2 separate regions of the Sus scrofa genome follow, and region 1 is linked to region 2. The links are chromatin contacts, called in public HiChIP or PLAC-seq maps. All regions are on one chromosome and are shown on one strand. Each heading gives the region's core, a stretch centred on a gene start, on an enhancer-like site or on the middle of the called end of the contact. The rest is flanking DNA. Distances are from core to core; before and after follow the strand shown.

Region 1 (5,714 bases), core at 1,139-3,638, 150 kb before region 2:
TCATCTTATGACTGCACCATTTATTTTTGTAATTTCCTAGCAGTGGACTTTCAGGTGGTTTTCGAAGTTTTCATTACTGTAACAGCAAAACAGTGAATATTCTTATGGTTATGTTTTTTTACCAAATCCAAGATTCTTCCTTAGAATAGATTCCTAAAAGTGGGATCACTGAGCCAGGGAAGGGAGAATGTTAAGGACCTTTGAGGTGTATTTCTCAGGCCCTTGTAAAGGGTGCTGTCAGCCCCAGCCACAACCTCTTCACATACCCCTGCCTGTCTTTCACACTCTGGGTCATCGTTCTAGGCTCAAGCACAGACATCAGCGAGGACTGGGAGAAGGACTTTGACTTGGACATGACTGAGGAAGAAGTGCAGATGGCACTTTCCAAAGTGGACGCCTCTGGGGAGGTGAGTGGGCCTGATTGGCCACAGGGAGGCAAGCCCAATGATCCCAGGTCTCAGGACTCGCCCCACCAAGCCCAGGTGTCCCCTCAGGATGGGTCTTTGCTCCTAGCTAGGTGGCAGGCTTTCGGGAAAGGAGCTCAGGCCTCCCACTCAGGCCCAGAACAGTTGTGATCAGCAGGCTCTGCCTCCCCTCGATTCCAGGGTGGATGGCTGGGAGAGTACTTGACATTAGCTCCTGTCAGAATTACCTGGGGAGCTACTAAAAAATGATTTGCCATCCTGCCCCAGATCTTTTGATTCATGGTGGCCAGATGGGGGGAACTTGAGCAAACTCCTGGCCTTGGAGACAATTTGACAGTGTGATCACTGAACCTGAGCCTCTGTGGCCTGGCATTGATCACTGTAATCTCATACACTGTGATAGATGATGCATGTGCACACTTGAGGCATAGTCCCTGGGAAACATGGGAGCACTGGTCCATGTTCCTGAAACCACCACAAAAGCCAATCCAGTTATAAGCTCAAAGGCCTATTATTCTAAACCACTTCTCAGGATCAAGAATGGGTCGTTTTGAATCAGAGCCTGGGGATGAAGCTCTCACAGCTAATAAGGGACAGGATTGAGGCTCCAGTCCACACATGTGATTCAAGTCATTTTATATCCACTGTCACACAAGAACCACATGGTTCCTTCCATCATGTAGCTCAAGAACCTGCTCTAAAGAGGCGAACAGATTAGAGAGATGGGAAGGGCCTTATTTTTCATGTTGGGAGACTGAGGCCTGGGGGCAGGTAGTGACTATGCAAGAGTATTTTACACCTGTGACCTCACTATACTCAGGATAGAGAAGGTCTTGTGCCCTCTCATGCCACAGGGCCTTCATGTCTTTGCTGTCTTCGAAGCCCTTTTTTGGTTTTTGGTTTTTTTTTTCTATTTTGGCTGCCCTGCGGCATATGGAATTTCTGGGCCAGGGATCAGAACTGAGCTGCAGTTGTAACCTAAGCTGCAGCTGCAGCAACGCCAGATCCTTAACCCACTGTGCTGGGCCAGGAATAGAACCTGTGTCCCATGTTCCCAAGATCCTGCTAATCCCATTGTGCCACTGCAGGAACTCCTTTGCAGCTCTCTTTATTTTATTTTATTATTATTATTATTTTTTTTGTCTTTTTCTATTTCTTGGGCCGCTCCCACGGCATATGGAGGTTCCCAGGCTAGGGGTCCAATCGGAGCTGTAGCTACCAGCCTACGCCAGAGCCACAGCAACACGGGATCCGAGCCACATCTGCAACCTACACCACAGCTCACAGCAACGCCAGATCGTTAACCCACTGAGCAAGGGCAGGGACCGAACCTGCAACCTCATGGTTCCTAGTCGGATTCGTTAACCACTGCGCCACGACGGGAACTCTTGCAGCTCTCTTTAAAACTTGACATATGATAATGCAGAACAGAATCACTCTATAACCCATCATACCAGGGATTGCTGCCAACAAGCCAGAAGAGTTGCCTACAGAGACTTCAGCTGGGGATTAGGGAGCTAGAGCCCCAGGTAGAGACCCTGTGAGCCCCTGTAGTCCAGTGCCATGCTTGCTTCTAATCACAGTGCCACTCTCAAGTTTCCTGCCTCTCAGACTCGTGTTCTTAGCTGCTCTGCAGGAGACAAATTTTCCTTAAGGGGTTGACTGACTTAGTTCTTATAGGCAGGGTATCCCCTTGTAGTGTCCAGTGTTGATTGGTAGAAGCTTTCCTTTGAGTCTGGAGCAATCAGAGCAGCCGACTCACCCCCTAGGCAGAGGGCAGCTCTGCTCCCCAGACATTCCTTAAGGCTAGTAGTTCGCATTTATAGGAGGCTGCATATGGCCCAGGGGTGGGGGTTGTGGGAGGGCTTTCCTGAAATGGAGGCAGCTGGGGAGCCTGGGTCTGGGCTTGACTCAGAGGAGTAAATACGTGTTTGTGCTCTCCATTATCCCCTCCCTTTGCAGCTGGAAGACGTAGAGTGGGAGGACTGGGAATGAGGGGAGCCAGAGCACGCAGCTCCCCCGCCACAGCACCTCCCACCTCCCTCGCACGTCTCAGCCTGGCCCTGGAAGACACTGACTAAGACTGTCCCCTAAATGGCCTCTATCAGCCAGAGCTCTGGGGAAATTCTGGGTTGCTCCTTGTTGGCCCTTTAGGCCTCTCCGCACATCTGGGAAGGGGCTCGATAAATCCAAATCAGGAACTCTGACTTGTGCTAACCCTAGGATGACCCGAGGGGGAGGAGACCTACCCCCACCGGAAGAGCTTACATTTTTCTGCTGAATGCCCTCTGTTCCTGGGTACGCTTGCTAGGAAGTCCCAAGGGATAGCCCTAGCCCATCTACCTGTGTAGACAGAGGCTAAACCACCAATCTCTTGGAGGACGCCGAGACAACACACTCTCACCTACAAGCAGGCAGGGAAGGCCGTGCCACCTGCCTTTGGCTAGACAGGGATGCGAACACATTTCAGTTCCTATCCCAGCGGGTAAGAGGCATTCGCTTCTGGGACATTTGCCTCTCTTAGGAATCTCCCTCCCAGGCATTTTCCATTCCTGGAAAGGTTCCTTGTGGTTCAGAATCTAGAGACCAAATTTTGAGTTCCCGCCTCCCTCCTTTCACCCAGTCCAGGTTGGTATGTCCCCAATGCCTTTCCCAAGGCTTCTTCATGTCAGATGCACCCGAGTCCTTAGCCCAGCTGTGCCACCTGCAAGAGTCTGCTCTTGCTCCTCTTCCCCTCCCCAAGAAGGGAGGGGGCCACTTCAGGCCCTTCCATGCGTTGACTGGCAGGATACCTTGTCCAACCAGCTACCCACCTCGACTCCCCTGTAGCTTAGGACACAAGCCAGCTACCAGCGGTACAGAGCAGTGATCAAAGCCGAGTACTTACAACTCTGGTAAGCCCAGCTTCTCCGCCGCAACCCTTCGGTTTCCTGAAGGGATATGTTGGGGGTGAACTTCTTGAGACTCTCATCAGGCTTCTGCAAAAGCTCTTCTTCCTGAAGGCAGATCCAGTCTTTGTGGCTCTCACCCTCCACACTGGTAAAGCTGCGCCTCTCTTGGGGGAATGAGGGGCTGCAGGAATCCCTGGAGCCCCTGGTGCTTCATGATGCTGCTCTGGTGATTCTTGTACATAATCTGGTGTGTTCACCAATGATTTAAAGGGATCGTGGTCAGGGACGCCAAGAGAGTGGTGGTCACTTCCACTTCAGACCTTCCGTGAGGGGGTGGGATGGAGAGAATGCTTAATCTTTTTTTTTTTTGATGGGATGGGGTTTTCTCTTTGTAATTATTTCTTTAGTTTAATTAACCTTTTGGTTGTTTGTGCAATATTATATATTTTAAATTATAATGCATCTCCCCAGAGTATTTTCTAGCTGGGAAAAGAAAAAAGGAAAAAAAAAGATTCTAACAGCTGTTAGTTTTGTAATTAAAAAAGAAAGAAAAAAGAACTTTTTCCTGAACCTTTTCCAGATTTGCCGTTAACAGCATTAAAGAGATTCAACAGAAGCTGGAAAGTGTCTGGGGGTCTGTTCTTGTCCCCACAGCAACTGCCTAGAGCCAGAGCAGGGTGGCTTCCTACTTAGAGCCTGGGGGAGGGTTGTGGTGGGAGGTAGCCTGGGTCCTGAGGAAGTCCCTTGTCCTCATCCCAGACTCGGCTCGGCCTTTGGGATGAGGAAGGGCCAAGCCCCCAGCAGGCCTCTCACCAAGACAAGGAGTCAAGAGGCTGTTCTGCATTCCCAACGCTTCTGCTTTTATTTGGAAAGGAAGTTGCAACAACAGTTTTTTCAGTTGCTCTTGGTCATTTTTCTCCTGTCCTCCCCCTGTACGTGTATGATTCTGGGGACTGTTTTTAATTAACTTTAGTTAAACACCGGTATGAAAATCACTTGTCAGCCGTAATAAAAGGGAAGTCTGAATGAGGCCCTCTCGTTCCATGAAGATCTTTAAAGGGAAAGAGAAGTAAGGCTGGGGAGGGTATAGGTAAGATTTAGGATAAGTAAACTTAAAGTGTAAAATATATATCAACATTTTAGAAGCGGGTTTTTGGGTTTGCTTTCTCCCCCTGCTTTATTGGGGAGGACTTGCCATTGCTTTTATCAAGTGCTTGCTAGCCATGGATGCCAACTAACTTCTTCAATTGAAGGCCGGAGGGTCATGTCTGGTTCCAGGAGCCGCTTCAGCAAGTCCTGGCATTCGGCTGAGATGCCCAGATGAGTGGGGAAGGACACCCCTTTCTGCTGCTGCCACAGCATCTTGGGGATGTCTGTGTCATCAAAAGGTAGGCTGGCACAGAGCATGACGTACAGGACCACGCCCATGCTCCAGATGTCCCCTTTCTTGCTATCGTGGGGAATACCCTGCAGTACCTCGGGGGCGGCATAGGCTGTGCTGCCGCAGAAGGTCTGGCTCAGCTCCCGGCATGACTTGGGCAACACCTTGGCGAAGCCAAAGTCTGTCAGCTTCAGGTTGAAACCCTGCAACAAGGCGTTCTCGCATTTGAGGTCCCGGTGGGCCACACCACAGCCATGGCAGTAGCGGATGGCCTCGACCATCTGACGGAAGAGGGCCCTGGCCCGGCTTTCAGGCAGTGGCCCTCCATTCAGCACGCAGTCAAAGACATCCCCTCCTTCAGCCAGCTCCATTACCAGGTAGATTTTCCCGTCAGCAGACTCCAGCATCTCATACACTTGAATGATGTTCTTGTGGTCCAGGGTACGGACAATCTGGAGCTCCCGAGGCAGGAATCTCTGGATAAACTCTAAGGACACAAGGGAAAAGAGAAGGAGTGTCAAGTCCAGAAGGGCCTAGAACTCCTCTCCTGACTCCTGCCTTCCAGCTCTGGCCCACCATGTCTGGGTCTTGTGCCTTGGTTCCCTTGCACAGCCTTTAACATCCAGCTATTTGGACACTGCAAAGAATGTTCACCCCTGTTGTTTTTGTAGCTAATATATTATTCAGAGGAACTGTTCCCTGTCAGCCTCAGGGACCGTTGTGAGCAGCCTGTGAGACCGTGGATATCAAAATGCTTTGGAGACTTTTTAGACAAAGCTGTTGAATCTTTTGTGAGGCCTGATTGCCCACAGCGTGGTGAGCCAGCTCCTCTCACCTCTGACTCCTGAGTCACAGTTCTTTCCATAAGCCCTGTCTTTTCCCAGTCTCTACCTTCCTTGGCCCCACTCCTGCCCTCTGCTAGTCCTGGCCACAGCCTTCCAGTCTCTTCCCGTCCTGGAATAGGAAAGCCCTGGTGGGCTTGGATTCTGTTTCTGAGGATCCTTCTACCTCCTGCAG
Region 2 (5,754 bases), core at 1,380-3,879:
GCAGTCAAGCCTTTGAATAAAGCAGGCATTCTCTTGGTCCTCATGGGTGCCTCTGGCTAGCTTGGCTTTATTTGAGTTTTCAACCTCATCTAATCCAATTCTCTTATTGTGTAGAGAAGTGAAAACCAAGGACCAGAGAGGAGAAAGGTCTCGCCCAAGGTCACACAGCAAGTTAGAAGTGGTGCTGGCTGAAGAGGACTGACCACTCAGGCCTCCTTCTTTCCATCTTCTCAAAGAGAGCAGGTTAGACTTCGGTTCCCGCTTGCTCCCAGGCTAGAAGCCCTTGTGCAGTGAACCTGCACGTCTCTATGCTATGGTCCTGCAGCCCCTGCTCTCATTAAACTATGTAGGTTGAAAATGTTCTCAAATCAGGTTGTGATGATGGTTGTACAGGTATAAATGTAATAAACCCGCTGAATGAAAAAAACATTAGAAAAAACAAAAACAAAAAGTAAGTAGCTGCTCTGGAAGTAGTGTTTCCTCCAAATCCTGGCACAGCAGGCTAACCCAGGAATGTCAGATTCAAACTCCCTCCCCTCACCAGCCTCATAAGCAGCTGCCCTCTGCTCACCTAGACCTTTGGCTTTCTTCTTTTCCTGGGGCCTTCGGTGGTCTCGGTCTACGACCTCGTCACTTGCCCGGATCTCGTCTGCGCCCGGCTCCCCCTTGGAGGGCTCCTTCTCACCATTGACTACTGGGGTCTCTGGCTCAGGCTCCCCATTCCTTGAGGCATAGGTCCGGGACTTCTCTGCATCTTCAGGTTCACCAGGCTCACCCTGTGCCCCATCTTCGCCTGGGCCCCCCTGATTGTTGTCTATACAGTATGTACTGAGGATGTCTTCCAATTGGCGGCTCAACTCCTCTGAGACATCACGGAGGGCCCCAGTTTTGGCTTGTGCTCCTGCAGCAGGAGGGATGAGGGGCAGAGTCAGAAATAAGACCATTATGCCACTGGCTGGGATTTTTTCAGGCCCAAACTTACTAGTTTGGGTTAAATGTTACCTAACTTCTTTAAACCTCAGTTTTATTACTGATAAAACTATTTCTCACCTCTGCCCAACCATGCTTGTTATAAGAGAAATCAAGTAAGGAGACCACCCAACACAGAGGTGGCATCATGTAGCAGGAACTCAAGGTCTAGTCCACCTGCAAATGTCACTTCTTGCTATTAAAAAAGTTCCAAGAGTTCCCGTTGTGGTGCAGCAGAAACGAATCTGACTAGTATTCATGAAGACTCAGGTTCGACCCTTGGCCTCACTTAGTAGGTGAGGGATCCTGTGTTGCTGTGACTGTGGTGCAGGCTGGCAGCTGTAGCTCCAATTCGACTTGAGCCTGGGCACCTCCATATGCCTAGGGTGGGGCCCTAAGAAACAGAAAAAAAAGAAAAAAAAAAAAAAGTTCCAGAAATGCCTCAAATAGGAATAGCAGTTACCCACTGCTGAAAGTGGTGTTTTTGATTTGCTGGTTGGGTGCCTCATTTGACTGCCAACCTGACTTAATCCTGTCAGAAGCTTCTCTCAGGAGAGTTCTGTCCCTGTGCTTAGGGTGGGAGGCTCTATCAACTCCCCAGCGCAGAGTGGGCACTCAAGGACTCAGTGGTGTCCTCCCCTCATTCTACATTTCCTCCCTTCTGGATAAACAGTGGCCTTGGCTTCTAACCCCAGAAGCTAGACTGACGCACCATAAACTCCTCCCCCTGCCCATTGGAAAAGCAGAGCTGGCACACACCCTCAGCCTTCCCTGGAGCCTGGCTGGTGGAACCTTCAGCTTCTGTCGTGGGAGCAGACTGGCTGGGCCGCCCCTGGCCTCCCTCTGGTCCTGCTTCCGGTTGCCCCGGGGTGTTTTTGGGGTTGGAAGTGTGGCCAGATTGCTTGGCAGCCCCATTCTTTTTGTCTTGGTTCTTCATTGTTGTTTGCAACGTTAGGTTATGAGCAGAACCTATAGAAACAAATACACTTGCTATTTTCCAGACTTTAAACAATTCTTCGCAGCCTGGATCTGATATCTCCACACCGGACCCGCAAAGCTTCTTAAACCGACCGGCCTTCCTCGGATGGGAGCCAGTGGGGCTCCCTATCTCTGGTCGGTCAGGGAAGTCTGGTGTGCCCAACAGCAGGGGAGAGGAGGCCTCCTTTTTCCCCGAAGCTACTTCCCCGGCACAACCCAGCCCTCTCACCACAGCCCGTGCGCCGGACAGGCTCAGGCCCAGGGACTGACGTGGCGGGACGCTGGATTCCCGGTTCCTCCCCGCCCCCCAGGCCCCACGTGTGCCCACCCCCCCGCGCGCGCGCGCAGCCACCCACGCCCCGCGCGCCCTCCAGCCGCGCGCTCCGCCCGCGCATGCGCACAGGCCTCGGCCCCTGCACTCCAGCCCGAGTCCTCGTGCGGAATCGGCGTAATTCCCTGAACCGTCCGAAGGCGTCGGGCCCCGGGCCCTCTGCTTGCCTTGTACCCCTAACCGACGCAATACGCACCCCACCGCCGACGTCCCGACGGCTTCTCCTGCTCTGGCCTCTCACCGGAAACCCTGGGTAACTGCTGCCGGCAGAGCCGCCTGCTCGCGCCGCGGCCAATCAATAGCCCGCGCTCTCGCGGGGCTTGCTGGGAAAGTTGAAGCGAAGGCGGCCTCTGAGGCGGGTGAGTTGGGAAGGCGGAGTGGGGGGGTGGAGGGACAGAAAGGACTACATGTCCCTCCATGCACCGGGCTGATCCCGACTCCCAAGCTGCAACAGGGCTTTCGTTCTTGGAGCCCAGACCCAGGAGGTCCGAAAGCAGCCAGTCATTCTGCACTGGTACTCACGTCAACCTCCTTTCCATCACGCAGAAGTTATGATTCAGCTCCCAGAGCCTTGCGCCTGGCTGCTTTTTCCCCGCACACCTCAACCCCGTCCTTCCCTCCTGCTGAGGATATCTGTGACTATCTAGGAACTCTGAGGACGAGGGATAAAATACGGTGCTGGACATCAGATCTGTATTCCTTCCAGTCCTAATTTCATCACTAATTTGTTATGTGACCGGGCATTCTTTTCATTCCCAGAGCCTCGATTTCCGTATTCCTATAGAAAATTTTAATAACAGTAGTTCTTTGAATGCTAGCTTTCCCAGTAACTACTCCAGATAAATACTGTAGTATTTGTTACTCTCAATTTACACCTGTTAGGTGATTGTCCAAGGTCACATAGCTATTGACTGATTAGAGCAGTTTCAAAGCCAGGAAGTCTGGCACCCATCTCAACTACTGGACTACCCTGCTTCTTACTCAGGAAGAAATAATCACCATGATGCGCTTTCCTTGAGGGTGAGTCAAGGTAACTTGGAAAAGTAAATACTTAATTTCCCATCCCCATTTCCACCTTGAGTCCCTCTTTGGAAGGTGCTGAGGCCCTGTAAGGGGAAGTTTGGTTTCAGCAGATTCCTGAGCCTTTTCTTTGGCCCACTCCTACCAAGTCCCAGTTGCACTGGTGCTAAAGGGGAAAAATAGCCAAGCTTTTCTCAAAATGTGAAATCACAATTCTTTTTCCATTTGTCTGTAGACAACAGAATAAAACACAGCAACCTATGTGCTTGGATTTTTTTTTTTTTTTTTTTTTTTTTTAAGGGCTGCACCTGCGGCATATGGAAGTTCCCAGGCTAGGGGTCTAATCAGAGCAGTGGCTGCCAGCCTGCACCACAGCCATAGCAACGCCAGACCCGAGCCACATCTGTGACCTACGCTGCAACTCATGGCAATGCCAGATTCTTAACCCACTGAGTGAGGCCAGGGATCGAACCTGTGTCCTCATGGATGCTAGTTGGATTCTTTACCTCTGAGCCACAACAGGAACTCCTGTGCTTGAAATTTAATGCCTAAATGGTTTTGCTTTTATTTCCTGTCAATCCTCCTCATCCCCTTGGCCTTTTAAAAAAAATTATTAAAGCGTAGTTGATTTACAATGTTTCGTCCCCCTCTGCCTTTTTTGTTCCAGCTATACTTTTACTGTTTCCAGGATTTCCCAGGTTTTTGCAGGTGCCATACCATTGTCGATGAAAAAAATGTTACCTGCCATATCAGTAAACAAAGGATGTTGCAGCCATCAAGCCATCACATTACAGCTGCCCAAAGGTGAGCCCTGGGGGAACTCAGGGTAGAAACAAATTGCCTGCCATCTAGCAGTCTGTGCTGCAGTCACCCTCCCGCCCAAGCCCATAGAGCACCCTGAGGAGACTCAGGATGAAAAAGCACCTGATAGTGGCCCCAGTTAGCTGAGTTGCATATCAAAGGAAATAAGCCCAGACTCTTGCATCTTCCCATACACAGAAAACTGCTAAATTCCTTAACTTGAAGTATCAGGTTTTCGTTTCTTTTCTTTTTCTTTTTGTCTTTTAGGGCCACACCCTCGGCAAACGGAGGTTCCCAGGCTAGAGGCTGAATTGGAGCTGTAGCTGGCTGGCCTACACCACAGCTACAGCAGTGCCAGGTCTGAGCCATGTCTGTAACCTACACCACAGCTCACGGCAACACCGGATCCTTAACCCACTGACTGGGGCCAGGGATCGAACCTGCATCCTCATGGATGCTAGTCAGATTCATTTCCTCTGAGCCATAATGGGAACTCCTCAGGTTTTCTTTAATTAACAGTAATTTACCTGCTGTTTGTTGAAAAAAACTATTATAGATCCTGGCTTCTCCCTTACGTCTTCAGAACAGTCTCTCAGAAGCTGCATCCTGGACTTAAGTACTCAGTTTTGTCTGCCAAATAAAACAACTCTCAACGTTTAGGTTGTGCTTTTTTTTTTTTTTTTTCCCAGTCAGCACCACCTTCCAAAATGCCCTTCTGAGTAAAACAAAACCTTTTGGGGCCCACCCACTTCAAAGAGCCTTTGCAGTGCTCTGCAGTTCATCCTAGCTCCCTAGGTGTGGAGAGAGTTCTGTTACATCACTAGCGATGAGGTGTTGAAATTATTGCTTACAAGTCCCTGAAAATTGCAATAACTCTTGGCTAAATTCTCTAGTCCTAAAGCCCAGCATCAGTCTGGGGGTAGAGAAGGCAGAGAATATTTTATTTAAAAAAAATTTTTTTTGGCTGCCCGGCAGCATAGGGAGCTCCCAGGCCAGGAATCAAATCTGAGCCACAGCTGTCGCAACACTGGATCCTTAACCCGCTGTGCTGGGCGGGGACTGAACCCATGTCCCAGAACTCCTGGAATGCTGCCAACCCCCACTGCACCACAGCAGGACCTCCAAGAATGTTTTAAATTGTGCAAACTGGGCATTGTTTTAGGGCTCTTAAGATGGTAAATGTTTCCCCTGGTTGAGGAGACTTCTGGGCAGTACTCTTCCCTATCCCATAGGCAGCATTTACCAGGTTACGGTGAAAGGTAATGTTGGTATAATCATATAATGGAACTCAAGCTCTGAAAGGTTTGAGATCCAAGTCTCTCAAAACTGAGGCCCTGATTACTTTCAGAAAAGCATATGGTTAATGGCTTAAGGAGATTAACTATGAATCAGGCCTTGATGGATTTCTATAGGAAGAGGGTGTTCTAGGCAGAGATAAAGAACATACCAGGACAAGGTATGCACGGGGTGAGCAGTGGGTGGCATGTGTACCAAGAAGGGTCAACAGTGGCCTACAGCTGAGTAATGAGCACAGCAGGCAGGCAAGGAAAGAAGATTTAGAAAGTTACTTTCTCCTTTGCCATAAAAGAAAATGGCAACAGTATTAGCACCTGCCAGTGAGTCAGGGAGCCCACTGGGAGTGGTGGTGACTGGTT

What was found. HiChIP or PLAC-seq counts read pairs in DNA pulled down with a chosen protein or histone mark.
Region 1: an H3K27ac HiChIP or PLAC-seq map of alveolar macrophages shows a contact between it and region 2. The contact joins the promoter of FAM229A here to the promoter of TXLNA in region 2. A contact is called at or near these places in 1 of 47 Hi-C or Micro-C datasets (liver) and 1 of 2 datasets of contacts at active chromatin or transcription factors (alveolar macrophages).

The regions. Positions count from the first base shown.
Region 1 is chr6:88,810,368-88,816,081 of Sscrofa11.1, reverse strand. FAM229A (protein FAM229A) reads left to right here and starts at 2,388. Exons shown (of 3, transcript XM_003127761.4): 1 at 2,388-5,714. It overlaps BSDC1 (BSD domain-containing protein 1), which reads left to right. Exons shown (of 12, transcript XM_005665183.3): 10 at 304-407; 11 at 2,388-5,714. The coding sequence ends at 2,420. TSSK3 (testis specific serine kinase 3) reads right to left here. Exons shown (of 2, transcript NM_001287419.1): 2 at 4,523-5,184. The coding sequence ends at 4,523.
Region 2 is chr6:88,656,926-88,662,679 of Sscrofa11.1, reverse strand. It overlaps TXLNA (alpha-taxilin), which reads right to left and starts at 2,629. Exons shown (of 11, transcript XM_003127774.6): 1 at 2,475-2,629; 2 at 1,729-1,938; 3 at 572-901. The coding sequence starts at 1,906.